Linked DNA regions of Sus scrofa: all the other regions are linked to region 2. A link is a contact called in public HiChIP or PLAC-seq data. All regions are on one chromosome and are shown on one strand. Each heading gives the region's core, a stretch centred on a gene start, on an enhancer-like site or on the middle of the called end of the contact. The rest is flanking DNA. Distances are from core to core; before and after follow the strand shown. Region 1 overlaps LOC106510075 (a long non-coding RNA gene). Region 2 overlaps RAB2A (ras-related protein Rab-2A). Region 3 has its middle 170 kb from the start of CLVS1. Region 4 has its middle 250 kb from the start of CLVS1.

Region 1 (7,333 bases), core at 125-2,624, 270 kb after region 2:
TAATTTGACCCTGGCCTGGGAACCTCCATATGCCAAGGGTGCAGTCCTAAAAATCAAACAAAATGAAACAAACGAACAAAAAAGATATTGGGAATTTCAGAAAATCTTGGGGGCGGGGGGTGGCGTGTGGAGAGAAGAAGGAATAGCATCACGGGATCTATCCAGTGAAGACCCCATGGTTATTGTCCCTTAATGCTGTCTGTCTTTTGCAGCACCCACCCTGACACCACTGGCTGCAGTCATGAGACAAGAATCTGCACTGTTTTTTTTTTTTTTTTTTTAATGATTTGTATTTTTTTCCATTATAGTTGATTTACAGTGTTCTGTCAGTTTTCTACTGTACAGCAAAGTGACCCAGTCACACATACATGTATACATTCTTTTTCTCACATTATCCTCCATCATACTCCATCATAAGTGACTAGACGTAGTTCTCAGGGCTATACAGCAGGATCTCATTGCTTATCTACTCCAAATGCAGTAGTTTGCATCCATTAACCCCAGATTCCCAGTCCTTCCCATTCCCCCGCCTCCCCCTTGGCAGCCACATGTAGGAATCAGCACTGTTGAATCTGCTTTTTCAGGGACTTCACCTGCTGCAGTTGTCCCCATGCCAGGGTGCACTTCCAGACCTCCTGGTAGGAGGCATCTCGGAGATATGTTGCCTTTGACGATTCCTTCCCAGTAATGCAGGACCTCAGTCTGATCACGAGGAAACATCAGGCAAAGCCAAATGGAGACCCATTCTACAAAATAACTGAGCAGCTTCAAAAGTGTTGAGGTCACAAAGGATGAGGAAGGTCTGAGGAAGTGTCACGATTGGAAGAGATAAGGAAACAGGACAGGAGATCCCATGTGGCTCAGTGAGTTAAGGATTCAGCATTGTCACTGCTGTGTGGCTCAGGTCAGTGCTGTGGTGTGGGTTCGATCCCTGGCCTGGGAACTTCCCGATGCTGTGGGTGTGGAAAAAAAAAAGAAAAGGGCAACTAAATACAATGTGTGTTGTATCCTGAATTGAGTTCTTGAACAGAAAAAAAACATCAGGGAAAAAAACTGGTGAAATCCCAAATACAGCCTGCAATTTAGCTAACAAAATGATACTAATGTTAATTTCTCGGTTTTGATAATTGTGTTATGATTTAGTTAGATGTTAACATGGGGGCGCAGTATGAGGAGCGGGTTATTTTGGCAACTCCTCAGTGGTACATCTACAATCATCTCAGCATCAAAAGTTAAAACCAAAACCCCCAAAACAATATTACGCCCCATGATCATTGGCACATTTGAATGGAGGGGAAAATGCACTCTTTTCGTCTCTTTAGCTGCCATTTCCCTGAGTTAACAAACTCACGAGATACCAGGGATCAGCACAGAGAAGAGGAAGTTGGCAGGGGTGGGAGGGAAGAGAAGAGGGCAAGAGTGGGTGGGGAAACCCCATGACAAACTCGTGGAGAAGGTATTTTTAAGCAGGTATTTCATGCCTTAAATTCTGCCCGTCAAATGACTATTTGCTTATGGGACTGGCTTCGGAGACCGTGACTGGTCCATCAGAGATTAGGACGACTACCCCCTGGGATAGTAGCCAGGCCGGGGCATCCGAGCTAGTCCCTTATTTAGAAACAGTTTTTCTTCTAATTATAGCACTGTCCAATAGACATTTCTGTGATGAAGGACATGTCCTATATCTGCACTGTCCATACTGTTGCCATGCGTGGCCATGCAGCACTTAAAATGTGGCTCTTAGAGTGGGAGAACATGTGGGCTCTTGAATAGAGAAAGGACATCGGTAAAATCCAAGCCTGCGAGTTAGCTCACAAAATGATACTAACATTAATTTCTCTCTTTTGACCACTGTATTATGATCAAGTAAGACTAGCAGCTCGCGTTGGATGGGGCAGCTCCAGTAACCAACTAGCTGAAGTCTTTTTTCCTGTTGATCGTGATGTGGCTCAATCCAGGCAAAGGGATGTAATTGTAAGGATGTGTATATATGCGTGTAATCAATTAGCTGAACCCCAAAGACACACCGAAATGAGAACCAGCCAATGAAGAATTTTAGAGCTGGTAGATTGGCAGGTCGCGGAATTTCACAGCTGGCAGAGACCTTTGAGCTTGTCCATTCCAACTGCCTCATCTTCTTGCTGACAAAGGTGACCACGGGGAGTGAATGATTTTTCCAGGATCAAGGTGAGACAAGGGCAAAGGCAGGACTAGAACCGTCTCCCTAGCCCCATTCCAGGGCTGTGCATGCTTGCACGTGGCCTTTCTCCCATGAAGCCTGTAGATGCCCCCCACTCTTTCCCTCTCCTCTCCCTCCCCCACCCCCACCCCTCCCCAGCCCCCACTGTTGAGCCTCAGCAAGATATCCCAAATGTGGTGTCTGAAGAACAATTTCTTTTTAAGAATAGGTGGCAAAGCTGCTGTCTTTCAGCCACATGGTGTGCCTGCCGGTCCCAGGGGAGGAGAAGAGCTAAATAATAAATCCTCTAGAGGATACAGAATCAAGGACACCAGAGAGCTCGCTCATAAATTGCCTCTCCATTGCAATTTGAATATATACACAATGGAGAACTCTAAATAAGATGAGGGAGAGCCGAATTCATTTTATAAACATCGCTTTAAATCTCTTCGTGTACCTGAGCCATGAAATTAATTATGACTGTGATGAAATAGAAAAAAAAAAAGAGTTGTTTAAAACTGAAATGAATATTACCAGAGCTACTTTCATAACCAGTTTACTTTCCGAAGATAAGGAGAGGATTTCGAGAATCTCCAGCCTTATGAAAAGCCTGACGAAGACGGCAAACCACAATAAATGGGGTAATTCAACAGAAAATGTACAAGTCTCATCCTCAACGACGTCTCTGTGTTCTTCTTAAACCAACACAGTAAGTTCCCTGGGGCGGGTCAAACACTGGGAAAACCCACCCTCAAATGGAAACATGAAATTGCAGAGATCAGGAAGGCCCTCTCAACAAGTCTGTGTGTGACAGAGGCTGGTGTGGAGATATTCCGGATGTTTTTTCCCTGGTGTGGATCTGGAGTCCTTGAAAAGGCCTCTTTCTTACAGCTTTTCTCCGGGAATGTAGAGACCAAAGCTTCTACCTGCTTATCAAGGGAGATCATTCTGAGAAAATTCATGTTTTCTGCAACATCGTTTGTGTAAGAGCCCACTTTGGTGAGGTTCCAGATTCACTTTTTGACCTTGACTATTTCTTTCTTCTTTTGTTCAAGGTCTTTCCTAAGATGGACCTGAAGCCTATGGCAACTGACAAATCTAGTATGTGAATTAATTTCTGCTGACGGTATACTCACACGAGATCAAAGTGACATCCCAAGAATTCTCTCCAGCCTCAGGGTGCCCAAAGGAGGATGGCGCTTTGTCAATAATCTATACACACATCAGTTATCACAGGGCTGCTTAAATAATCAAGGAGGGGAGAGAAGATACTGTAGCAGCGACTAATATTTACCAAACATTTTCTATGTGCCGGGCACTTTTCAATTGTTATCACTTACAATCCTTTGAGATAGAGAGAACTGTTAACACCTTCATGGATGAGGAAATGGAGGCAGAAAGAAGTAACTTTCAGACCAGGGGACAGTCAACATTTGAATCCAGATTAAAATGACCAGGGGACATAAAATGACTCGGGGACAGTCAACATTTGAATTCAGACTTATCTGGCTGCAATACTCTTAACCCTTCTATATATTGGCTATTTTTTGAAGGAAAGGGGTAGAGAGAGACCCAGAACCAACAGTTAATAGGGTCCCCTGCCTTGTTACAGAGCACGTCTGATCTTGGCTCCACTCACTGCCCCCTAATTCTCCCGGTGTCGGGCATGGCCGCAGAAGGATGATGGGAATAGTTGCCTTCAAGGGCTTTCACTCCTTGTTTCCCACTGCCCGCTCCTTCTCCTTCCTTTCGCTCCCACCCCGACCCCTGCCCTGCTCTCAGGGCTCCATTTTCCTAGGTCCCCTGCATCCTCTCAAAATCCTATCAAGTCTCTGAACGGTCTGGGCTCAGCATATAAAGTGAGTGCAAGTGAATCAGCTTTTTTCTTTGAGGTCATGGCTGGTCCCTTTGCTCCCCCACGTGTCTGGGTGGTGGGCGTTGTTGCTGTGCTGCTTTCCCCTGGGCTGGGCTCCCCCAGAAGTGCTCACTCGGCAAGGTCAGGGGTTGTCAGGGACAAAATGAGACATGTGCTGCCCGCATCATCCAGGATCACAGTTTTCTTGGGAAAGCCAAACCTTTGTGATGCTAAACTCTTACCCTCTGAAGTATTCAAGAACTATTTTATTGTATTTTTCTTCCAGTTTTATTGAGAGATAATTGACACACAGCCCCATGTAAGTTTAATGTGTATAGCGTAATGAGTTGACTTGCATATGTCATGAAAAGATGGCTATAGCTTGAGTGAACATCCATCATCTCATACAGATACAGCATGAAAGAAACAGGGAAAAAATACATATTTTATGATATATGATAACTCTCTTAACAACTTTCATGCATGACATACAGTGACATTCATTATCTTTATCATGTTGGACATTACACCTATAGGACTGACTGATTTATCTTAAAATTTAGCATTTAGGTGTAATTACTCAGGTGTAATTTACCCTCTAGGTCCATCCATGTTGTCACAAATCACAAGATTTCATTCTTTTTTGTGGCTGAGTCATATTCCACTTCCTCTCTCTTTCTCTCTCCACATACACACCACGCCACGCATACACGCATACACGCACGCACGCCACGTCATCTATCGAGGGGTATTAGATTGTTTTCCTATCTTGGCTGTTGTAAGTAATGCTGCAGTGAACATAGGGGTGCAGATATCTTTTCGAATTAGTGTTTTCTTTTTCTTTGGATAATACCCAGGAGTGGAATTACTGGCTCGTTATTTTTGGATCCTAATTACTAGTTCTGTTTTTAATTTTTTGAGGCATCTCCATATAGTTTTCCAAGGACTATTTTAGAACTACCACAGAGTATACTTTCTGAAAATGCCCCCTTGAGCTTTCGCCACATGCTAGGGAAAAGACAATCCAGATGTCAAAGTGTTCTCCACATGGACCGACCTGGCAGTTGATATTGGGGTGCTGATCCACACAGGGTGTGATTAGATGGTGATAACTTAGCGGGAGTGGATGGTAATACAGCAGAACTGCCCAGATGCGCACGTGCCTTAATGAATTTAGCAATAAAGGTCACAAAGGAAAAAAAAAGAGGTGGGGGAATGAGGGGTGGGGGTGGGCACAGTGCAGGATAACATGTAACAGCCAGGTCATACTCTCTCTGTCCGTGAGCTACAGCCCTCGAAGGCCAAGGTGGTGGCTGAAGCCTGTCCTTCTCTCACAGGGGCTCAGCTGCCATGTGCCCATGTGGCCTGATCTCCACGACTGTGGCATTAGAGATGGATTCTCCACAAGCGCCCTCACGTAAACCCCGAGGGAGCTGAGGTCTGTCCTGCCATGAGGGGAGTCTGGACACGCAGGGCCTTGGAGAAACACTCTCCCGGGTGGCAACTTCCTGAGGCCTTTCCAGGGTCCTTTTGGAAATCTGTGACTTTGTCCTGAGAGTGAGAGCTGGACCTCCCCCGGATGATAGGCGCTTGTCATGTCCTGACAAAATAACTGTCACCTGCTAAGAAGCCACTGCGTTCCAAGTGTCTCCTTTCAGCAAGCGTGGTTCAGGTTTGCGTAGTATATACTAGAAAGAATGAGGGCTGGTCCTTTCAACACAGCTACGCCACTGTCCTGAGAAGTGGGTGTCCAGCGGTGTGTGCCCTGTGGGCTCCGCACCCACTGTTGGGGAGAGGTAGGCCTGGCTTCCTCCCCGCAGCCTGGCTCTGCTTTTCTCCAGGCTGCCCCTTCTGTGGGCTGACTTCTTCAGATGGCGGCTCCTGGCAAGCTTAGCTTCATAAGGGCAGCAAAAAAGAACACTTCTTTGCAGTTCACAGTAACAGTTCTGGAAGCCAGTTCCACTGGCATCGCTGACCTGGTTTGGAACCCTCCCCTGCAGCCGGAGGATGCAATGCTGTGGTCAGTCAGTCCTGGAGCTGGAGCTGGAGCCAGAGCTGGGGACTGGCCACTCCTCAAAACCAAGCCAGGGAGGTGTTCCCAGGGTGGTCATGCTGCTGCCGCCTGAAGAAAGGACACGGGTGCTCCTGCCGACACAGCCCACGTTGGCCTCTCCACCTCCCATCCCTTCACCCCTTTCACCCCTTCGCCTCTCCTGCCACTACCACCCGGTCTCCCTGCCCCTCCCCCTCAGACGCCACTCACTCGAGGCTTCAACACATGCACGCCTCCTGCTCGCCTTCTCCCCTGGTTCTCCTTCCATCCTTTCTCACACCACTGTGGTTGCATCTTTTTTAACATCTCACACTGCCAGTTCCCTGAAAGTTACCCATCTGGCTTTGTCAGCATCCAGCCCAGAGCGCCGGTAGGAAGCAGTATGGTCACTCAGGACACCTCCGAGCCACCAGGCAGCCTGCAGGTGGTTCCTTTCCTGGGGTGATCAGCGAGATGATGAAGCTGGCTGGTGTTACAGATCAAGGGGCCTACGTGGAAGGAACAATCTTTGTTGTCTTTGCGCAGAGGCCAGCAATCGGAGCTTTGGGGCCTAAGGATTACATTCAGTGTTTCTCCTAAAGGGTCAGCCCCCATTATTTCTAGCATATGTTAAATAAGCCGAAAACAATGTTGGCCAAAAGAAAGATCTTGTACAGTAGAGACAGAGTGTTGGCTTTTTTTTAAAAAAACTCTAGGCGATGCCACTGTTGGGTTTATGACTGGATGGAAACTAAAAACCTACCACCTCAATGACTAAAGGAAAATGGTTTTGATAAAAAAAAAAAAAAGGTGAAAGGGGTTGAGAGAGGCTAAAAGATGACCACGTGATGTTTTTAGGAAAATAAAGGTTAAAAAGACATTGCTCAGCTCTTCCATATGTACAGGGAGTGCAGAGCTTGGCAGCAAGAAACAACCTTATCAAACCACAGATTGCAGTCCTGAGAGAAGCTTCCAAAAGTTTCTAAGAGTATATTCTTACATGAGGTGGTGGAGGCAGGGGATTAAAATTTAGAGTTTTGTCATGTGAGTTCTAAGACATGATAGGAACATGAAGCCCGATACTTCTCTGATTTTTTATTTTAATAAAAGAGTCTTCATTATGTCCAGCCTTCTGTGTTCCTTCCACTCCACCATAATGACTAGTGGGCCAGGACAAGGGGAGGCACAAAAGTTAAGGCGCCCCCCCACCCCTCCCGCCAGGTACCAGCCCTGCACCTGCCCCCACCTGCCTCTTTAAATTTTGTGC
Region 2 (7,760 bases), core at 947-3,446:
GCATCCGGCATTGCTTCGGCTTCATTCGTGCAGGAGCTCCATATGCCTCAGGGCAGCCAAAAGAAGAGAAAGAAAATGAAATACTTAGGTACAAATCAGAAATGCCATGTTTAGGACTTGTATGGTAAAAACTACAAAATGCTGATGAAAGAAAATTAAAGAAGATCTAAATAAATGGAGAGATTGGAACCTAGTATTCATACACAACCTAGTAATGATGTCACTTCCTCCATAAATTGTTATATACAGATTTAACCCAATTCCTATCAATCTAATCCCAGTAAAATTTTTTGTAATTATCTGATACTATGTATTGAAAGGCAGAGGAACTAGAATAGCTGAAACAACTTTGAAAGCAAAGAATAAAGTAGGAGGAATCACTATTTAATTTCAGGTCTCATGTAGCTGCAGCCATCAAGACTGTGTGATATTGGCGAAGGCAGAGATGTATCAGTGAAACCACAGAGAGAACCACAAATAGACCCATGCAAGTACACCCAACTGATTTTAACAAAGGGGCCAAACCAGTTAACAGTGGAAGAAATCTGTTTCAGCAAATGGTGCTCTAGAAATTGAACATCCATAAGCAAAAAAAAATAAAATGGACCTAACCACACACCTTGTACAAAAAAAACTAACTCAAAACTGATCATGGTGGGAGTTTCCTCTGTGGCACAGTGGAAACGAATCTGACTAGAAACTGTGAGGTTGCAGGTTTGATCCATGGCCTCGCTCAGTGGGTTAAGGATCCAGTGTTGCCATGAGCTGTGGTGTAGGTCACAGATACAGCTCAGATCCTGTGTTTCTGTGGCTGTGGTGTAGGCCGGTAGCTATAGCTTCAATGGACCCCTAGCCTGGGAACCTCCATATGTGGCTCTAAAAAGACAAAAGACCAAAAAAAAAAAAAAAAAAAAAAAAAAAAATCATGGAAGTTCCCTCATGGTGCAGTGGGTCAAGGATCCAGCATTGCCACAAGCTATGACATCCGTCATGGATGTGGCTCTGGCATAGGCTCCAGTTCTGATTCTGATTCAGCCCTTGGTTTGGGAACTTCTGTATCCTGAAAGTGTGGCCATAAAAAAAAAATAAAAATAGTGCAATAAAGAACTTTCAGAACTTAATAGAGTTCTCATTGTGGCTCAGCAGATTAAGAACCCAATTTGTGGAGTTCCCATCGTGGCTCAGCAATAACGAACCCAGCTAGGATCCATGAGGACATAGGCTAGCAACGCAGCTCCAATTCGACCCCTAGCCCGGGAACTTCCATATACCATGGGTGTGGCCCTAAAAAAGCCGGGGTGGGAGGGGGACCCAAATTAGTATCCGTGAGGACTCCGGGTTTGATCTTTGACATTGTTTCTCAGTTAAGGGTTCAGTGTTGCTGCAAGCTGCAGTGCAGGTCACAGAGCTTCGATCTGGCATTGCTGTAGTTGTGTAGCTCTGGTTCGACCCCTAGCCCAGGAACTTTGGTATGCCACAGATGCAGCCCTAAAAAAAAGAAAAGAAAACCTCAATAGTAAGGAAACCATACAGTTCAGTTAGAAAATGAGCAAGAGACATGAGCAAATGTTTCATCAAAGAGGATATATAAATGGCAAATAAACACTTGAAAAGAAATATTTAGCATCACTAGCCATTAGAGAAATGAAAATTAAACCCTCCATGAGATATCACTACACACTTACCAGAATAGATACAGTGAAAAATAGTGAAAACACCAAATGCTGGCAAGGATGTGGCGAAGCTGGATCACTCATTTATTGCTGATGGGAATTTGAAAATGCTGTAGCCACTCTGGAAAACAGTTTGGCAATTTCTTTAAAAACTGGATGTGCAGCTATCACATGACCTAGAAATTCCACCCTGGGCATTTATCCCAGAGAAATGAAGACCGATGTACACACAGAAACCTGAACACAGTTGTTGATACCAGCGTTACTCATAATAACCAAACACTGGAAACAACCCAGATGTCTTTGAACAGATGAATAGTTAGACAAAGTGTATGGTCCATCCAGCACCGTGGACAACTACTCAACTCAGCAGTTAAAGGGGACAAGCTGTTATTACCTGCAACAACCTGGATGAATCTCCAGAAAGTTATGCTCAATGAGTTAAGTCAGTCCCAGAAGGTTGCACACTGTATGATTCTATTTATATGACTTGACCGAAATGACAAAATTAGAGAAATGGAGAGCAGATTAGTCATTTCTAGTGTTAAGCAGGGTGTCAGCGTGGAAGAGGAAGTGGGATGGTTATAAAGGCAGCATGAGGGATCCTTGATAATGGAAATATCAAGAATATTGTATGTACTGGTTTACTCAGCATAATAGATTCACCATGAAGGATCTGTTGGGGCAGAGAAGGGCCAAAGTGGTGTTAGAGAAAAATGCACAGGATAGCCCTCCTCAGAGGGGAATCTAAATATCAGTAACACCAGCTAGAATTGTAAGATGCAGTTAAAACCGATGAAGTGTGATACCAACAACTCAGCATAATTCATTTTGTAGTAGGTAGGATGGTATGTATTTTGATATTTAAAAAGCTTCATTTCATTGACAACCGGGGGGGGGCGGGGGAGTGAAGACAGTAAGTCCTGTTGCAAGAGGACATCACTTTGATTTTATGGGCTGTCTCTGACCTGTGAATCCCACAGTGAGCATCCTCTCCTCTTTCAGGCTTGGAGCCAAGTACACTGTGTTTCTAAACCATACTGTCCTCTTTCTCCTTTCCATCTCAGGCCCTACTAACACCTTCATTTAGCACTGCTCTCCTTATATCTTGGACTTACTATTTTCCTTTAACTCTGATGTGCCAGCTGTTTTGCTCTTACCTGAGTTTATGCTGCTGATCTTCAACAGGGATATGAAGCTAAAAATGGCACCCAAGACTATACTTTAAATTTTTTTTTTTTTTTGCAAATTATCTTCTAAAGAGTTTATTTATAAAAATAAAATGATACCCTAGTCTGCCTAAACTAGATATTACTTATGGAGGTAGAATTTCTCAGTTAAGAGCTACTATTTAATAATAGATGGATATCATTTTATGTTTATAAAATCATATATAAGATTAATACCATACACAGACTATGAATATGCAGACATTATATACATACAAACATAGAAAGCTCTCTCCATATAAAATCTCTCTGTAGTAACAGACTGCTATGGTACACAAGCATTTATGTTTGAGTATGTGTGTTTCTAAACTGTAAATTATAATTTCCAAATTAAAAGTTAAAGTAAGAGAATTCATTCCTCCTACGAAGTGGATTTTGGTCAGTTTTTTACAACCTGAGATGACCCCAAACATGGCTATTATCATTCATCCTATTTGTTACTCACTGAAGAAATACACCCTTAAATGTCATAGTAGAAGTATACCCCAGAATTCATCTCCTAAATGTCAATGAAATGAAGAAGCCAATTTCAGGGTTCCCATTGTGGCTCAGTGGGTTAAAAACCCAACTAGTATCCATGAGAGTGCGGCGTTTTTGTTTGTTTTGTTTTGTCTTTTTTTTTTTTTTTTTTTTTTTTTTTGCCATTTCTTGGGCCACTCCCACGGCTAGGGGCCAAATCACCACAGCCACAGCAACATGGGATCCAAGCCACGTCTGCGACCTACACCACAGCTCACTGCAACGCCGGATCCTTAACCCACTGAGCAAGGCCAGGCATAGAACCCACAACCTCGTGGTTCTTAGATTCATTAACCACTGAGCCACGACGGGAACTCCGAGAATGCGGGTTTGATCCGTGGCCTTGCTCAGTGGGTTAAGGATCCAGCGTTGCTGCAAGCTGCGGTATAGGTCACAGGTGTGGCTCAAATCGGCATGTCCATGGCTGTGATGTAGGCTGGCAGCTGCAGCTCCAGTTCGACCCCTAGCCTGGCAACTTCCAGATGCCGATGGTGTGGCCTTAAAAAGAAAAAGGAAAAAAAAAAAAGGCCATTTTCAACCAGTATTTTTGTCCAGATGGTAATTCGTAGGAGACTGGAACTCATTCTTTACATTTTCAATTCCTGTTACTGATTTTTAAACTTGCTATTTGGATGCTATACACATATACTTGAGTGCATGGCCTATGGAGGAACCCACGTATTTAGTTGTCATTTTTTCAAGCAGTGTCCATGCTGAACTCACAGGGCATCTATAGTGTCATTGCAGTCTTGACTAGGAAAGTGACCTTTAGGCTCGTTTACCTCTCGTTGGCAAAAAAGATTATTTTGACCTCTGTTTTACTAAAGATTTTGCTGTTAAGGAATTAAAGACTCAACCCTCTGACCAGCAGTAAATGTTTTTTTGTTGTTGTTGTTGTTGTTATTGTTGCTATTTCTTGGGCCGCTCCCGCGGCATATTGAGGTTCCCAGGCTAGGAGTCCAATCGGAGCTGTAGCCACCGGCCTATACCAGAGCCACAGCAACGCGGGATCCAAGCCGCGTCTGCAACCTACACCACAGCTCACGGCAACGCCGGATCGTTAACCCACTGAGCAAGGGCAGGGACCGAACCCGCAACCTCATGGTTCTTAGTCGGATTCGTTAACCACTGCGCCACGACGGGAACTCCAATGTTTTTGAATATTAGTTTGACTTCCATTTTCAACTGAGGCCTGAAGGTTGGTGAGGACATCAAGGTAGCACGCCTGCCTGCTAACTGCCCGGCTCCCCGTTGGCCACACGCCTGCTCGGCTGCCAGCCCCTGGCCGTTCATTCCAGAACCACAGTTTCGTTTATTGTCCCAGTCTGCAGGGTTCCAGGAAGGTGTGAGCCCAGTGGTCTCTCCTGTGACACACGGAGGAGTTAGTATCGGGGTTACGAGACGCTCCAGTGCCTGACCTCTGGTGGTCTTGCTTAGGCACATGGATGGCAGCGTTTAGAAGGGGGTCTGCTAAGTGGAGACGTCTTTCAGGAGTCTTTTCAAATGAAGAAGACATATCTAGTGCCTGAAATATTAAGGCGGCTGTGGAGTGGTGTGGCACGTTGTCAAAGTTCTTTCACAGAGCACGCGAACCCAGGCGCGTTGGGCATCCGTTCCCACACGGTAGAGACTAGCTGTACTGAGGGTTAGCCTGGCCTGCTTTGAGGAGCACGAATTAAAACCATGGCTCCTGCACGGGGTTCTGTGGTCAGACGAGTTTAAGAGGAGCTAGAGTCCATGCCCCCTTTAAAAAACCAGAATTCGCAACAGTGTATTCGTTTCTAAAAACCCACTGTTAAAAAACTTGACTTCTTTTTAACCCAGAGGTTTCCAAATGTGATTTAGCCATACCACCCCCCACCTAAAGAAACAATGGAATTGTAGTGGGGTGCATAGTATCCAAAAGACAGATACCCTTGCTAATTCTCTTACTTCATGGTAACATGGAGTTTGCAGTGGGGGAATGGGGACTACATTTTTCTTAAGCTCAGAGTATCTCGTAAAAATATTTTTTTTCGAAATCAGGAAGTTCCCCTTGGCATAGTAGGTCGAGTTTCTGGTACTGCACGCAGGCTGTAACTACAGCACGGCTTTAGTCCCTGACCTGGGCCCTTGCACATGCCCTGGGTGCAACTAAAAAAATAATGTATATTTCCAAATCAGTTGTATATAGAACAGTGCTTGTCAAACATGAATGTGCTTTCTCATCACCTAGGAATCCTGTTAAGATGTAGCTCCTGACCCAGTAGGCCCAGTTGGTCTGGGGTGTGGCCAGAAAGTCCACATTTGGAGCCGGCTTACAGGATGATGTCAGTGCCGTGACCGGGGCGCCCCCTGAGGAGTGGGCAGGCTGGGAAGTCAGTGGGCTTTTCACTAACAGGAGAGGCCAGTAGAACGCTATCCTTTCCCAGCTCCACAGACATTATTTCTTCAGATCGTCTAGTCAGCTTTGTCCTCTCCTCTGCCGATTCCTGGCTTTCAGCATAGAATGCCGTCGTCATCGTTTCACCCATCCTAACAGCAAAAGCTCTCAGGCCCTCTTCTCCTGGGTATGTTCTCTTCTAGTTTCTAGTAAGATCTACCTCTGTTTCCTCTTTCTTTTTGTGCCTCCTTTCACAGTCTGACTTCCTCCATCACAGCCCTGGACCTCCTGGTTGCCTCACCTACAAATGCTTTTCTTACCTTGAAGGGTCCCTTGGGTTTATCTGATGCTTTGAACCACTCTTCTGTAAACTTTTAGCTCCATGACACTGTCCTCTCTCTGCCTCTCTAGCCTTCCAGACTCTTGACCCTCTCTTTTTTCCAGTTGAAATGGCACTTAAATCCAGGAATAGCCTTCTTAGGCTGTGTGTTCAGCTCCACCCTGACCACTTGTCCCTGCGCAGTTCTGCATGAGTGGGTCTTGGACTGTCCCAGTTTAACGTGCAGACTACATGGGACAGCCTGTCTCTGCTCTCGTGTACAGATGATCACTGTCCTGTATCCTAGAACGTTCTCTTTTCCGACCCTTTACACTATTTCTTCAGTTAATATGGATCACTTTCCACATGTGTATTACTATTTCTGGTGTTAAATCTCTCTCCAGATTGTCCTCTTCTGTGACTCCATCCTGATTGGATGCCCTGTTTTCATTTTTCAGTCCTCTCTGCTGTTGCCTGTTAAGATCTTTCTAAAGCTGAGTGTCACTCTCCAGCTTGATGAAATCCATGCAGTGGTTCCCCGCAGCGTCAGAATCAAGCTCCTTAGCTTGGAAGACAGGCCCCTGTTTTTTGCTACCTCCCCCGTGCCCTCCCTGGTAAACCTAGGGCTTGTCGGCTGGTGGTGTTCCTGACCCCTTTGATAGAAAGTCTTCTCTGCCCTTGAGACGCCCTTCCTTCCCACCTGAACTTCGGGTACAGCCACTCTAGTCCCTCCTCTTGGGCTGTGCTGAGACACACGACCTCCACCACCCACAGGGTCAGCACGTGGGCACGCTTTTCTCCAGGCACGTATTTATCGTAGCTCCCCGTCATGACCCTCCTTTTTCACATTGGCTCATTATAAGGACAAAATTCCTTGAAAATACAGACTATCTTTTCATCTCGGCATCCCCAACACCTAGCACAGTTTCTCCCCCACACAGTAAAAAATGTTTGGATGGTGAAGTCTTTGCTTAATTACTTTAACCTCACTTCTCTTCCTGCAGTCTTGAATCAGCTCATGCCTTGCTTCCATTTGTCAGCTTGTAGGTGGAATTCTGTCCTAAACCGTCTTTGCCCTAAGCATTCTAAAGCCTAGGAGATTTTTGAAAACACAGGTGAACAGATTGGCTTCTCCTTTGATGGGGAGCTCCCTCCATAGCTGCCTGGGGTCTTTGTGGTTTCACAGGGTTTTTTTAGACCCAGGAATAACTGTAGCAAAAATTCTGGCAGGCTAGGAAAAGTACTCCTTCCCAAAAGCCACAGGCCAACTTTTTAAAAGGGGTTTCAATACTCCCAAAGTGATATATTTACTTTATAATTCCTTCCCTGTTTGTCTCTATATCTTTTCTCTCTAAATTAAAATTTCATTTCCTCAGAGTTGTACATTCCAAAAACTTAGAGTAGTATATACTCTCTAGGACCTAAAGGTGATTGTGGTATGAATAATGGTGAAACATTCTTTGTCAAACAGTGTCACTTTGTCAATCTCTTAGGCATTTGATGGGCAATTTTTCCCTATATTCATCAATTTTACTTAAAATTAAGTGTGGAGATTTATGTGAAACCAGAAAACTATATGAACATCAAAATTTTTTGAGGGAAAGATTAGTTATTAAAAATATCTTAAACTATTGAAACAAATCAGAACTGGAAATTCC
Region 3 (7,234 bases), core at 1,800-4,299, 390 kb after region 2:
CGGGGCTTCGAGAGCAGCCACAGAAACGCGAGTGGAAGTGAAACTTGTCACTTCTGGGCTGAGGTTTTTAAGAATCGGGGATGACTTTATGACTCTCTTTTCCCTTGTGCGTCAGGAGATGATTGAACCGTGAGATGAAACGGTCCAGGCTGATTCTAGTTCCCACACAGCCCGGGTTGGTCTAACTCCTACAAGTCACCTTAGGATCCACGACAGTTTCCTGGGACAGACGACCCTCCTCCACCTGACCCCACGGTGGAAAGTGTGTTTGCGTCCAAGATCTCCTTGCTGCAGTCACAGAAACCACTGGAAACCTCAGTGAATCTCTGGTTGTCCCTGTGGGCAACCTATTTGGTGGCAGGTGGACCTTGTCTGCCTGGGCAGGTGGCCCTGTGCCAACCACAGAGATTCATGCTTCAGTCTCCATCTAGATGGGAGGACTTACCGCTAACAGGACCACTGTCTTCCAATCTTTGATTCGGAAATAATTTCGGTCTTAGAGAACTTAGGCCAGTCTTGGAGAGAAGGAAATGAGAAGACATGGAGAGCAAAGTATGAATTGACTAAGTACTTACCTAAAAAAAGACAGAAAAAAAATCTCATGATAAATCGCATTAATTATCATGAATTAAGAAGGCTAAGTTTTCTTTTTTCTTTTGGTTCCACCCACGGCATACAGAAGTTCCCTAACCGGGGATCGAACCCACACCATGGCAGTGACAATGCCAGATCTTTAACTGTTAGCCCACCAGGGAACTCCTAGCAAGACTAAATTCTCCCACATCAGTGGAAATGGGGAGCTGCAGAGACAGCTAAGTTCGATTTTGGAGAAATAAAGGTGACTAAGTCTTTGCACAGATAGGGGCTCTTCACACACCTCACATTTACCCTTCTGCAGATGGAGGGGCCAGGTCGAGTTGGGCAAAGTTCTGGTCTCCTCTGGAGCTCTTAGAATATTTTTTTTTTTTTTAGGGGCATACTCACAGCATATGGAGGTTCTCAGGCTAGGGGTCAAATCAGAGCTGCAGCTACCAGCCTACACCACAGCTACAGCAACGTAGGATCTGAGCCACGTCTGTGACCTACACCACAGCTCACAGCAATGCCAGATCCCTGACCCACTGAGCAAGGACAGGGATTGAACCCGCATCCTCATGGGTACTAGTCAGATTCGTTTCTGTTGTTCCACAATGGGAATTCCTCTTAGAATGTCTTGACAAGTAACTAAGGGCAGGATTCTGCCCAGAGATGGAGAAGGCAATTACCCATAAGCTCTTCCTCTGCTCATCTGTATTCACTGGGCATAAACTGCATGCTGGGCACCCGACTTTCCAAGGCACTGGAAAAGCCCCTGCCTAGAAGGCTGGCTCTGTTACGACCTGAAAACCCACATATTCCTGAGCTGCCTCTGCCCAAGGACGTTGAGAGGTCGGCTACCGTGGAAGAGGGGTCCAGGGCAGTAGAAAGATGTAAGTTTGGGAGTCAGGCTGCTGGGTCCAAATCTTTGGGAAAGCTATGAATTCCTGGGCTTTTCTTTCTTCCTTTGTAAAAGGAAGCAACTGGCGTTCCTGTTGCGGCTCATCGGTAACGAACCCAACTAGTATCCATGAGGATGTGGGTTCAATCCCCGGCATTGCTCAGTGGGTTAAGGATCCGGTTGCAAGGACTAAGTGAGATAGTTTATTTCAGCTCCAGAATACATTAGCTCCAAGTCCTGAAGGTTCTGAGCAACTTGGTAAACTGTAGCTATTCCACTGAATAGGAAGGGATGTTGGTGAGAGGAAGGAAAGAAAACTCTTTGAGGAGAACAGGACTGGATGGAATGGCAGCCCTGGGGTGGAGCTGGGCTGGGAGAGGGTGGCCAGTGGGCAGGAGGTCACTGGGGAGGAGGGAAGAGGCACAGTTGCTTTGCCTCTCCTGACACGCTCCTCGGCATGCTGCCTGACATTGGGACAAATCCATGGGGTTTGCCTGGCCCTTATTGTGGGCTTCCGGTGCCATCTTTCCATGGATGAGCCCTCCTCACCCAGGGGCCACCCCCTCCTGGGTCCCCCCACCTCCTGATCCATCCATCCTATACTAGGTTCATCCAGAGCCAGATGCTCAAAGGGAAACTTCTGTGGTCCTTGCAAAGGCACCAGAGTCATTCACAATGTCTGTTTCTCTTTGTGCCCATTAAGAAAAATCATTTTCTGCCTTTGGGTTTCACATCGTTACTCTCTTATTATTCTCCGTTTGGGGTAGTAAATGAACATAGGACCGCACAGCAGAGAGAACCAAACCAATTGCAAAGTTCCTGGCTATTGAGGAACTTGTAGTCTAGCAGCATGAGGGGCATCAATATTTCAGTGCAGAACGGGGATGAGGGGATCAAGACTTTTCCTGATGAAACCCTTTGTAGGACAGGTGGGTTTCAGAAGGAGCTAAAGCAAGAAAACACTGATGGGCATTGTTCTGAATGAAAGGAAACCATGGAAAGAAAGGTACAAAATTAAGATTTTATGACAGAGCGGATAGAAAGCTGAAGTCTTCTGGATTGGGGTGAAGGATTTGAGGAAATGAAACAAGATAAAATCAGGGGGCAATGCCGCGGTGGAAGGTTTTAGCTTTCAGGCAAAGACACTTGACCTTCAAATTGGGTCTGAGACATTATATATTAGGAGTGGGGTGTGGGGAGCAGGTGTGCAGCCCAGCCATCAAGAGCTGGTCCAGAAAGCAGAGCCTGGGCTGAGGGAGGGCGGGCAGCATCCAGGATGATGAAACTGTGCTGTGGGGAAGATCTGCTTCTGTCCTGATAGGAGGGACACTGACTGGGGACAGCAAGGACATCAGGGTGACAGAACAGGCAGGGGGCTTAGTCATGTGCTAAAACCTCCCTGCCCCTGTTATCATTATCCGAGCAACTACTGCTCTATTCTCTCAGACTAGGTGGAAGCAGGAGCCCAGTGAGCAGCTGCCGCTTCCCTAGGTCTTGCTAGGTCTCCTCCACAGCCTTTGTGTGTCTGAGTCTCCTTCTAAAGTAACTTCCTGTCACTGTCTGCGGTTAACGCATGTGATGCTGCCCAGTAGATAAACGGTGCTGACCAAGGCGCTAATGACTGTGAGCAGAAGTCAATAACCAGTTGGTTCTTGGGGGGTCCTTTGGGCTATAAAGGAAAACATGACAATGAAGGAAGGAAACAGGGGGGCGGGGGTTGCTGCCCTCTATAGAAGCACCTCCTCCAGTTATGAATCTGGTATGTGAGCTCTGGGGAGAGGAGCGCACAGAGGAAGGGCTGAGAATGAGGGAAAGACCATTGTTCCTTCTTCCGTGTGGCTTCTGGCTCTAAGGCCTCCTCTATCTTTAAGCCCAACTGCAGTGCGCGAATCAGGGCCATCCCCACGGGGAGACTGCAATAGGATGTATTTGTCAACTGTCACCTTGAAGTACCATGGAATGAAGTTTCCCCAAACTCAAGTGCTGAAGACTGCAGCCCCCTCTTAGCTCTTAAGTCTGACGGCCTGAGCTCCATCTGGAAAGGGTGCTGGCTATGGTGTCTTCCATCCTCCTCTGGGGACAGCAGGCCAGCGCTGGCCTGTCCTTCCCATGATGATGGCAGATGTGAAGGAGAGCAAGCCAGTCCCCAAGCCGCCGTTTGCATGCCGCCTGCTGTCGTCACATGGCCCAGGGCGGGTCAACATGGAGAGGTGGGAAGGACACCCTGTTCAGGGGATAGCGGGGAGCCGAAGAGCCAGAGCAGTGGCCCAGGACCTTCAAACAGGATGAGGGATTCTCCCAATGTCTGCCTTGTGCAACAGAAAAGCTCTGTCCTTTCTCTCTCACTGGGGGACCTGGGTTTGACCAGGTGAGAGAAAGTTGGAGGACACGCCTCAGAAAGGGGCGAGTCCTGGAAGAGAACACAGGGCCGTTTCCAGAGCGGACCCCCCTCCCACTGATGGCTGGCTGGGTGGGAGGGAAACCCCTGTCCCCAGGGGAGGCGAAGTTTTCTGGCTGAAAAGGTCAGATGAAACTGGGGTGTCACTTCTGCCTTGTGGGGGAGGGGCTGCACCCCAGGCTGCTGCTCCAGCAAGGCACTCCCACAGGCTGGTGAAAGAGTCAGGGCTGGAACGACCTTGACAGGTGACCTCAGTCATAGTGCAAATGACCTTTATGTGGCTAGGCGAGGTAGACTGGTGTGGAAACTCAGGGGGGACAGCAAGACCCCAGGAACCTCACGTCTCGCTGTTGCCTGACAGATGGAGAGATGGAGACGCAGTTCTTCATCTGCTCCCCGGCTGGTCCTCTCCTCAGGTCTTCTCGGTCATTCCCAGGTTCAAAGGGAGAGATCAGAGCCAAGGTCACATTGGGTTTCACCAGATCCACAGCTCAAGGCCTGAGAAACCAGCAGCTCTTACCACGGGGTTGAGAACCCAGGAACGACCTTCCCACACTCGGGCACCCGAGAGTCCTTCTAGGAAGTTGTCCAAGTCCTCTGAGCTGTGCTTCCTTTGAGACATCTAATGTGGGTCCACAGCCACGCTGTTGCTGCTCAGGTACAGCTTTTTATTTTTGTCTTTTCAGGGCTGCACCTGCGGCATACAGAACTTCCCAGCCTAGGGGTCGAATACCACCTATACCACAGCCACAGCATCACCAGATCCGAGCTGCATCTGCGACCTACACCACAGCTCACGGCAATGCCAGATCCTTAACCCACTGAGCAAGGCCAGGATCCTCATGGATACTAACTGGGCCTGTTAACATTGAGCCCCAGCGGGAACCCCCCATTTGGGTACAACTTTGAGTAAAGTGTTCAGTGTGACTTTATTTTATCTGCAGTTGTTCTCTGTGGAAGCTGTGTTCAGTGCTTCCTGAGGGAAAACCGATACAGTGGCTGCAAAAAAGAAGCAGAGGTCTTGAAAAAAGAAAGAAATACGGGAAGTCCCCAACTCAGGATACGTCTGATAAACACACAATAAAAACACAATCTGACCTGAGTTTCCAGATGTTTTAGACAATAGCATCTACTTTTCCACATGCATGATCAGACCTAAAGCTTTAAGTTTAAAGATACTTTGTCAAGAAAGGAGTATGGAAGTTGAAGATATGCGTGGAGCACATTATTGGAAAATGTGTATATGTATTTTTTCAGAGTTAACAATAATTTATTATTTTATTAAAGTATAATTGACATTCAACATTATGGTAGTTTCAGGTATACAAAATAACGATTCAAGGAGTTCCTGTCGTGGCTCAGTGGTTAACGAATCCGACTAGGAACCAGGAGGTTGCGGGTTCGATCCCTGGCCTTGCTCAGTCGCTTAAGGATCCAGTGTTGCCATGAGCTGTGGTGTAGGTTGCAGATGCGGCTCGGATCCCACATTGCTGTGGCTGTGGTGTAGGCAGGCGGCTACAGCTCTGATTAGACCCCTAGCTCCATATGCTGCAGAAGTGGCCCTAGAAATGACAAAAAAAAAAAAAAAGACAAAAAAAAAGAGGATTCAATATTTGCATATACTGCACAATAATCACCGTTGCAAGTCTAGTTAATATCTGTCATCATAAGTGGTTATAGAATATTCTTTTCTTGTGATAAAAACTTTTAAGGTCTGGTCTCTTAGCCACTTTCAAATTTACAGTATAATATTATTAACTATAATCATCAGTTGTACCTTATATCTTCATGGCTAATTTATTTTATAACTGCAAGTTTGTACCTTTAGCTATTTCTGGCAGTCCCCACTGCCCACCTCTGGCAACCACCAGTCTGTTTTCTGTATCTATGAGCTTGTGCGTTCGTTTGTTTGAAGACCCTACATATAATTGTGATTGTACAGTACGTGTCTTTCTCTTCTGACTTACGTCACTTAACATAATGCCCTAAAGGTCCATTCATATTGTTGCAAACGGCAAGATTTCATTCTTTTTATGGCTGAATAATATTCCACTGTGTGTATATACCATATGCTTTTTATTCATTCATTGATTGATGAATACTTAGGTTGCTTCCGTATCTTGGCTGTTGGAAATAAAACTTCAATGAACATGGGAGTACATATAGCTTTTTGAGAAAATGTATGTTTAAAAAAGTTAGTTTCTGATTTTTTGAATACCCTGAAATTAATTAATTAATTAATTTATTTATTTTGCTTTTTAGGGCCGTGTAGGGTATATTCCCGTATACCTGAGAATATGGAGATTCCCAGGCTAGGGGTCCAACTGGAGCTGCAGCTGTTGGCCTACACCACAGCAATAGCAATATCAGATCTGAGCCACGTCTGCGACCTACACCACAGCTCACGGCAACGCTAGATCCTTAACCTACTGATCGAGGCCAGGGATTGAACCCACAACTTCATGGTTCTTAGTTGGATTCATTTCTGCAGCACCACAATGTGAACTCCTGAAATTTATTTATTTAAAAAAATGTATTTATTTATTTTTGCTTTTTAGGGCCACACCCATGGCATATGGAGGTTCTCAGACTAGGGGTTGAACTGGAGCTACAGCTGCCAGCCTACACCACAGCCACAGCAACATAGGATCCTTAACTTATTGAGCAAAGCCAGGGATTGAACCCAAATCCTCAGGGTTCTTTGTTGGATTCATTTTCGCTGTGCCATGGCAGGAACTCCCTGAAATTTATTTTTAAGGTTGAAATTTTAAGGATGCAAATTGCATCAAGCAAAAAACCAAAAAACCCAAAAAAACCCCTCCTGAAATTGTTTTTTTTTTTTTTTTTTTTCTTTAGGGCTGCACCTTTGACATATGGAAGTTTCCAGGCTAGGGGTCGATTTGGAGCAACACCAGATCTGAGCTGCATCTGCTATCTACACTGTGGCTTGTGGCAATGCTGGATCCTTAACCCACTGTGTGGGACCAAGGATTGAACCCCAAACCTCATGGATACTAGCAGGGTTCTTAACCCGCTGAGCCGTAGTGGGAACTCCCTTCTGAAATTCTTAGTCTTAAGTGTTTTCGTTTTTGGAGATCTGGAGCTTTCCTACCCTGACTCACTAGGATGATTATGTGGGTGGGCGGGGGGGGGGGGCTCTGAAACTCTTCCTTCACCAAAGCTTCACTGTTCCTGAGAGCTCAAAAAATCAGTGTCTCCGTCATTTCCTTCCATTGTTTGCATTTTCCAGTCTGAAGTTCTATGCTTTTTGTTTTATTCTTTATAAAGTTGACTGATAAAATAAGGGCAAGACACCAAAGAGTAATTTTAAGATTTCTCAGCCTCACCGCCAGGAGAGA
Region 4 (7,722 bases), core at 801-3,300, 310 kb after region 2:
TCGTTTGCCCAAACCTGTTTTCAGCATACTGGCGGCGGGGGGGGGGGGGGGGCTCCCCGTTACACCCAGCATTGCACGGCAGATGTACTTTTTGTATCCTGGGAGGGAGCGGGAGGGTTCAAGGTAGGTCAAAAAGTTAATATGTCAATGTTCTGAAGGCTGATGGGAGTAAGAACTTGGTGTGATATCAAAGATGATTTGAATTTAGATTTTTTTTAAGAATAAAAGCATTCTTTTATATATCTGCAATAGATGATAACAATTAAATAAGTCACACATGAATCACAGAAATTAGAGCAAGGGCAAAGACCTATTAGATCATCGAGCCAATTCCCCAGCTCACACAGAATTATTCCCCACAGTATTTTCAGGAGAGCTTTGTACAGTCTCTTTTGAAAGACTTGAGCAATTGGGGCCTTCAATTATTTCCTTAGGGAGACACTTTCCCATATAAAAGGCCACAGTGTTTTTCTCCCTCACCAGATTTTCGAGCTAAAAAAAAGTCTATGTTACATGCAAAATCATCTGCGCAATGAGATCCATTGGAGGTGGAAATTATGCCCAAGTCTTCCAGAAAACTGAGCAGCGTGTTCTTGGCCTTTTTCTCTGCATTCTCCTGTCTGGTTTTTACGGGTTGAATGCGCATACTCTGCAGAGGGGGTGTACAGAAGTAGCCATTGGAAGCCTCCCTGTTTCCAGTATCTCTGTCCCCATCCTTTCAGAGGTGACAGGGGACCCTGCCTTAATTTGGAACAAGAGGGAAAAGATTTTTTTTTTTTTTTTTGTCTTTCTGTCTTTTCTAGGGCCGCACCTGCGGCATGTGGAGGTTCCCAGGCTAGGGGTCTAATCGGAGCTGTAGCCACCAGCCTACACCACAGCCTCAGCAACGCCAGATCCGAGCCGCGTCTGTAACCTACACCACAGCTCACAGCAATGCCAGATCCTTAACCCACTGAGCGAGGCCAGGGATCAAACCCGCAACCTCATGGTTCCTAGTCAGATTCATTAACCACTGAGCCATGATGGGAACTCTGGGAAATGACTTTTTGAATCAATCTATTCAGACTATGTTTCCAGGGTAGAGAACACCCAGTCACCCAGGAAAGAGCAACTGCTAAGAACTCCTCTCTCTTTGGGGAAGCCTGGTATTGTCTTTCCAGGACTGTTTGCTCTGGAGCGGGGCAGCTCCTGCTCTCACAGGCCCGGCTCCGGGCCAAACTCTCTGCGGCGCCAGAGCTGCCCGCTGAGCCACCCTGCTCCATCCCGGTGCCCTTCAAGGGCAGCTCGCAGTCTCAGAGGTAAGAGTTTGTGTTTGGAGGGTTGTGACCACGGAAAGGAAAGACTGGGTCAATTTCCAGATGTCCGGAACGCTGAGACTTGAACAGCTTCTCCTGTCTCATCCCCTCCCCTTTCTTCAGAGTTGGCCACAATGCCAGGAAATGGGGACAACTACTTGCGCTTCCTGTCCTAGAAAACCTAGGGACAGGTGAGGGGCAGGTGCGGGATTAATGTCAGCGCCCCGAGGTAGGGGTGTGGAAGAGGCAGGCGGGTGGGCACCTGAGCAAGCCTGGGCGTAGCCCCAGTCTCTGGGAGCTGAACAGATGCAGGGCAGATGGGGGGAGCTGCAGATGAGGCAAGGAAGAACTGAGGCAGGTGGGGGTGGTGGGGGGCCCGGGGGACCGCTGCCTTGCATTCTGCAGATGAGGCCACTGTGGTTCAGAGAAGCCAGGTGCCTCTCCCAAGGTCACACAGTCCAGTGGCAGAGCTAAGACCTTGAGGCGCTGCCCATGCTGCCCCAGGCAGACAAATTCATGGTGGGCGAGTTTGTGGCCCCCTGGAGGGAGCAGGGGCAGTGGGAGTGCCAGAGGTGACCAGGACATTTTAGTGTTTGCCTGGAAGGGACAGAGGCAGGGAGAGAAGAAAGAGGTCCTTGCAGAGTTCATCAGCTTCTACAATTGCTCAGAATGACTCACTTGACAAAACCAGTGCCTTCTACAGACTGGCCACCCTGACCAGGGCTGAGTCAGTGGGGCTGGCCGCCGCCGCACCGAGCCTGTGGCCGTGGCCAAAGCAAACGCGTAGCTTTGTGGTCATGGCCTTCTGACAGACATGTGACATATGGGGAAGCCATGGGGAGCCATCCCGGCTCAGAACTGGGGGAGGAGGAGAAAGGCAAAGAGGCAGCAGGAGAGGCGGGCGGAGGTGTGTGTGTCACCACTTGCTGTGGGCCCTCTTCTGGGGTGACCCCCCAGCCTCTTCCTCTTGCTTCCTGAGGCCGGGGGTGGGTGGTGGTGGTTGCTGGGGTGGGCCTGTGTTTTGGTCAGATTGTCGAGGTGGTGAGAAGCGAGTATGGTGTCTTAGACTTCTCCTGTCTCAAAGATTTGCCAGCCCACAAATCTCATGGGTTCCTGGGTCTGCTGCTTGCTGTGTGCTTGTTGTAACTTGGAGGGTATGAGGTGGCCGTGGTTTGGGTTGTCTTTTGTTCCAGACATGATCTTCTGTTAGGAAGAGCCAGTGGTGGCCATGTCTAAACTGTGGCATCCAATATGTACTGACTAGTAATATTAAAGTTGTCATGTTGAACAACCGTGTCTATTTTGAATTAATTCTGCATTCAAAGATGGAGCAAAGAGCTGATTTATAAATTTAATAGTATAAATTTAACACTAGCATCTGAGACAGAGATCAAGTGTGGACTAGGGCTGGAGTTGAGGGGAATTGCTTACTGAGAATAAGATAGACAAATGAGTTTATGAGCTAAAAACCAGGACAAATTCAGTTGTCAAACAGGAGAGTAAGACTTTGGTTGGATAAATTATGGCATATTAATACAATAAAACATGATGACATTAAAAATGACTATATGTATGTCTAGAATATCGTAAAATATTCACACCATTAGAGGCCAAAGCAGATTATAAAATAGTACAATTGCATTTTTGGTTAAAACATGCATACATAAGAAAAAAAATCTGGAAAAATATAACTTAGAATATGAATAAATCATCTCTGGGAGAAGGGACATGTGTAACTTATTCTCTAATTTGTTGTGTTAATTTTTTTCCTAAAATATATATGGATTTCTCGAGTACCTAAAGAAAATGGAAGACCGTAGGCATCTTTTTATACAAAAGAGAACCTATGGCAGAGGGAAACCGCACCGGTTCTAAAACAGGAAAGAACTGATTCTGAATTCCAGCTTCCTGCTACTGAGGTGGCCTTGGCACTTGGGCCTTCTGTGTCTTAGCCTGACTGAGGTGGGCTCACAGCAAGGCCTGGCAAGACAGGCTGTCATCTGGAAGGTCTCCAAAAGTCCATGGGTGCTGATGTGTGAACAGAGAGTGGTCCCCACAGCTTTGCAGGCTAAAAATCTTGATTTTGTTTTCACCCAAGAGTGGATCAGAGATTGATTTCCACTAAACAACTTCATAAATGACCTGTGTATACATAAAACTCCATTTTTACTTATCTTGAGAGAGGTAGAATGAGTTGGCATGAGGTGGAAGTCTTGAGTTCTCTATTTGTTGCAGTCTTTTCATGCAGAAAACTACATGTGAAGCTAAACTATAATAAAAACCTTGCTTGGTGAGCATAGGGTCTTTCGTGTGTTCAGCAAACAATGTCTAATTATCTAAGGTGCTGTAGGCTTTGGGTAGATGTTGCAGAGGCAGTAGGGACCAAACTGACAGTTTTTAAGTGGGTATAAGATCAGAATATTAATAACAGTATAGGTTAGTGGTTAGCTGCTTTGGATTCAGATGGTCCAAGACTCTAACTCTTCCACTTACTCACTGCATAGCCTTGGGAAAGCTGCTTAAGCTCTCTGAACTTCATATTGTTTTCACCACTAAAGTGGAATTAACACCCACCTCACTCAGGGTCTTGTTTTGAGTATTATGTTAAATAATGCAGATGAGGTGTGAAGCACAATGTCTGGCACGTTGCCTTGCTTGATAAATGGTGCTCTAACAACTATTGGTACATGAGTTTAGCTCGATGCATCGGTTTGCAGCAGGCCTGAACTGATCTTACTAATCCTGGGCCGTTGTCAAGCTAACCTCACAAGTTAGTACTTGCATGGGAATATCTGGCTTTCAGATTCTTGACTTTTTTCCTTTGACCTTTCTGATTATTACATTTTTTTCTTTAAATATGTTAATACTATCAATCAGGCCAGGGATTGGCAAACACTTTCTGTAAAGAATCTGATAACAAATATTTTGGGCAGAAGGAAAAAGGAGCTGAAACAGCAGGAGAAGACAGGGTACATGTATCAAGGGGGGTGCATGGGGGACCCTTGTGGCTACAAGGCATTATTTCCTCTGAAATAACAGTCCCAGCCTCTTTCCTTACACCCTACACGACCCCTATGCTGTCACCTCTGTTTCAGTCACTCAACTCTGCCATGATGGGGCAAAAAAAGCCATAGAGTAGATGAAATGAATGAGCGTGACTATGTTCCAAGAGAATTGTATGGCTACTGAAATTTGAGTTTTGTATAGTTTTACTTGTCACAAAATATTTTTCTTTATTTCTTTTTTCTTCAATCATTAAACAATGTAAAAAAAACCCCATCAGATAGTAGGCTGGATTTGGCCTGCAGGCTATAGTTTGCTGATGCCTGATTCAGGAAATACTCTGATTGTCTCTAATTAGAAAAATTCTTAGAGTTTTGATCTTACCCATTATGTGTTGATTTTATAATGTAATCACAAGGTGAAAATGCATTTCCAAATTCTTAAGGCCTATGTCACTGTGCCTGTACCCTTCTCCATGCCTTCATCCACCCATGTAATGGCCACACACATCTCGTGGCCATGTATACCTTGTATGTGAGGGGTCAGTGACATATTATTGGAAAAGAGCAGTGTGTGGTGCCTGGTTGTGGGAGTGCTCCAGAAATGTCCTTTCTTGATTTCCCTTTTCCTCAAAGTTGTGCTTGAAACCTGCTATCAATACTGAGGCCTGATCTTGGTGGAAATGGGGGTGTTGCCCTACTTTTTCATTTGAAAGGCTCTTACTCTTAACTTGAGAAGTAAATTTAGCTCCACGGAGCACTTGAGAGAAATGTTTACTTTACTGAAGATATGGTGGGAATTCAGGAAGAATTCACAGTCCATCCTATACTGAAAAACACAATGAAACATCTATTAGACTTTTCTTCTGATGCAGACTAATTGTTGCTGTTTTTGCCAGTTTTCTTGTCTCCCTTTCTTCTTTTGCCTTAAAATCCTCTCTGCTTTCCTGAGCAATTCATCTCAGCATTTCTTGTTTTATTCCAGAACATCCTTTTAGGATCATTTTGTTTTTTTAGATGTTCATCCTTTAGTCATTCCTTGGATAAGAATCTATTAATGGTCAAGTGTCTCAGTTTTTATTTAGCCAAGATATTTTTATTTTCTTATTTTCAAAAGATGATATTTCTGAGAAAACAGTTCTAGACTGACAGTTATTTTCTTTCAGATGCTGAGGAGTGGTTCCACTGTCTTTTGGTTTCATTGTTTCTGTTGGAAGTCTGCTGTAAGATCACAATCCTTCTGTGGTGGGTGATCTGTTTTTCCTTTTGTGTTGCTTTCAATATTTTCTCTTTGGCTTTGACATTTTACAGTTTCATAGAATATGCCTTGTATATGTGATTATTTATATTTTCTTTTAACCTTGCCTGATGTATTATTCTTCCTGTCTCTGCAGATCCATGTCTTTCATTAGTTCTGGCATTTTCTTAGTTACCAGCTCTTCAATAGGGTCTCTCTCCATCTCTCCCTTCCTCCCTCCCCTCCCGTATTCTTTATTTTCTCTCCTGTATAAGTCTTTTTCGATGTGTGGTAGAACTTCCCATTCATTCCCCCTTTTCTCTTTCTGTTTTCTATTTTCTTATTTTGTGGGTGTGTGTACTGAATTCTCAGTTTTTTCTTCAGATCTGTCTTTAGTTAAATAATCCCCTATTCATCCATGTTTGTTTTGCTGTTTCATATATCCATTATTTCATACACATACACATGCATGCATATGTATGAATGTGTCTATCTCATGTATGTGTGTATATATATTTATATTTGTTTTTAATTAAATATAGTTTTATTTTTATTTCCTTAAGTTTTATTTGGTTCTTTGTCAGAGCTATTTGGTCACTTATTCTTGTCCTTTTTTCAAAAGTTGTTCATTTTTCTATTTTTATTTCTTTTAACATTTTATTCATAGTTATTTTATGTTTTGTATCTGATGATTTAAATATTTGAAGTTCTTAGGGGTTTAAATCATGCTTTCTCTTTTTGCTGATTCCCACTTATGATGGTGATTACTTTGTAGTTTGGTGAATTTTTTCCTTTTAAAAAACATATTTAACTAAACTTAAACTGTGGTAGTCTTCATGTACCTGGGTTAAGAAGGCTTTGCTCTGGTGAGGATTTGCATTTTCCTCTGCCAGGCACACAAGTGTTAACAAACTGAGACCACTTTATTTTCCTTGTTTGGGATTTTCAAGATTAGGTGGGTAGCAAAAATTTGAACCTGAGGTTCATGTGACAGCAGGTTCATGGTTACAAATTCCCAGGGGAGACCATCACTATTACTTTTTATTTTATTTTATTACTTTTTTCTTTTTATGGCCACACCTGTGGCATGTGGAAGTTCTCAGGCTAGGGGTTGAATCAGAGCTGCAGCCTATGCCACAGCCACTGCAACACCAGATCCAAGGCACATGTGTGACCCACACTGCAGCATGCAGCAACACTGGATCCTTAACGCACTGGGTGAAGCCAGGGATTGAACCCGAGCACTGACAGAGACAATGCTGGGTCCTTAATCCAGTGAGCCTCAATGGGACCTCTCATCTCTATACCTTTAAATTTTTATTGTTATTACTATTAAGAATGTTTCCACCTGGAGGTCTGCTGAAAACGGATTTCCCTCTGACTTGTTTGGCCAACAGATGTGTTTTCCTAGCCCATTCTTTTCCTGGAGAGTAAACCCTTCGTTCATGATTTAGCAATTCTCTGATTCCTCTCCCACTTGATATAGATCAAAGATCCCATTTCTCTGTACAACCATTAAGGATTTTCTTAAAGGATCAGAGGAAATATTGTAAGTTTTCAGGCTGTGTGGTCTCTGTTGTGACTCAGCCTTGCTGTTGTAGCACAAAAGCAGCCACACATGAATGAAATGGGCATATGCCAATAAAAATTTATTTACAAAAGCAGGAGGTTAACCTCTTGTGCTGTGGTTTGTTAATTCCTGATCTAGAATCCTGGTATTGGCATTTGCTTCCTGAATAGCCCCAGCTGCTGAATTTTCTTACTTTTTTGCCCATGGCTTATTTTGTTTTGTTTTATTTTACTTTATGTTTATGGGAGTTTCCCTTGTTAACCAATTCATTTAATATTGCAGTTTATCCAGCATCTCAGTGTTTCACAATGAAAAGATTTTTGAAATAGCTGGTCTTCTGCATTTCTTATAGCAAAACAATGATTTATCTCTCCCTTTGAGCTTACATACCCCTTCAGCTAAGTAAAACCTGGTAAGTTAGCTAACAGACAACCATCCTATTTTTCCTTAAGCATCTCCCCTAGTTCTTCAGCATCTTATTGCACCAATTTATCGCTCCTCTTCCATCTGAGAGTTTGTTGGCTCAGGTTAGCAACATTTCAGAAGAGATACCCCAGGATTCTGACCTCTCTCCTGTCATGTCAGAGGATAGAGTAGAAGAAATTTGGGTGCTCTGTG

What was found. HiChIP or PLAC-seq counts read pairs in DNA pulled down with a chosen protein or histone mark.
Region 1: an H3K27ac HiChIP or PLAC-seq map of alveolar macrophages shows a contact between it and region 2. The contact joins two enhancer-like sites. A contact is called at or near these places in 2 of 2 datasets of contacts at active chromatin or transcription factors (alveolar macrophages and skeletal muscle).
Region 3: a contact with region 2 is called in an H3K27ac HiChIP or PLAC-seq map of alveolar macrophages. The contact joins two enhancer-like sites. A contact is called at or near these places in 8 of 47 Hi-C or Micro-C datasets (alveolar macrophages, embryonic fibroblasts, heart right ventricle and 4 more) and 2 of 2 datasets of contacts at active chromatin or transcription factors (alveolar macrophages and skeletal muscle).
Region 4: a contact with region 2 is called in an H3K27ac HiChIP or PLAC-seq map of alveolar macrophages. The contact joins two enhancer-like sites. A contact is called at or near these places in 1 of 47 Hi-C or Micro-C datasets (fibroblasts) and 1 of 2 datasets of contacts at active chromatin or transcription factors (alveolar macrophages).

Annotation. Positions count from the first base shown.
Region 1 is chr4:72,543,457-72,550,789 of Sscrofa11.1, reverse strand. LOC106510075 (a long non-coding RNA gene) reads right to left here. Exons shown (of 2, transcript XR_002343300.1): 2 at 4,304-6,575. Among named protein-coding and RNA genes, the nearest start is that of CHD7, 210 kb to the left of the region's middle. Within about 2 kb of position 1,374, at least 1 of the 83 cell types and tissues checked has an H3K27ac peak or open chromatin away from gene starts, as enhancers often do. A contact at or near this core is called in alveolar macrophages, where this site is marked.
Region 2 is chr4:72,812,382-72,820,141 of Sscrofa11.1, reverse strand. All of the region lies in intron 6 of RAB2A (ras-related protein Rab-2A), which reads left to right. Among named protein-coding and RNA genes, the nearest start is that of CHD7, 62 kb to the right of the region's middle. Within about 2 kb of position 2,196, at least 3 of the 83 cell types and tissues checked have an H3K27ac peak or open chromatin away from gene starts, as enhancers often do. A contact at or near this core is called in alveolar macrophages, where this site is marked.
Region 3 is chr4:72,423,741-72,430,974 of Sscrofa11.1, reverse strand. No RefSeq gene overlaps it. Among named protein-coding and RNA genes, the nearest start is that of CLVS1, 170 kb to the right of the region's middle. Within about 2 kb of position 3,049, at least 3 of the 83 cell types and tissues checked have an H3K27ac peak or open chromatin away from gene starts, as enhancers often do. A contact at or near this core is called in alveolar macrophages, where this site is marked.
Region 4 is chr4:72,498,824-72,506,545 of Sscrofa11.1, reverse strand. No RefSeq gene overlaps it. Among named protein-coding and RNA genes, the nearest start is that of CLVS1, 250 kb to the right of the region's middle. Within about 2 kb of position 2,050, at least 13 of the 83 cell types and tissues checked have an H3K27ac peak or open chromatin away from gene starts, as enhancers often do. A contact at or near this core is called in alveolar macrophages, where this site is marked.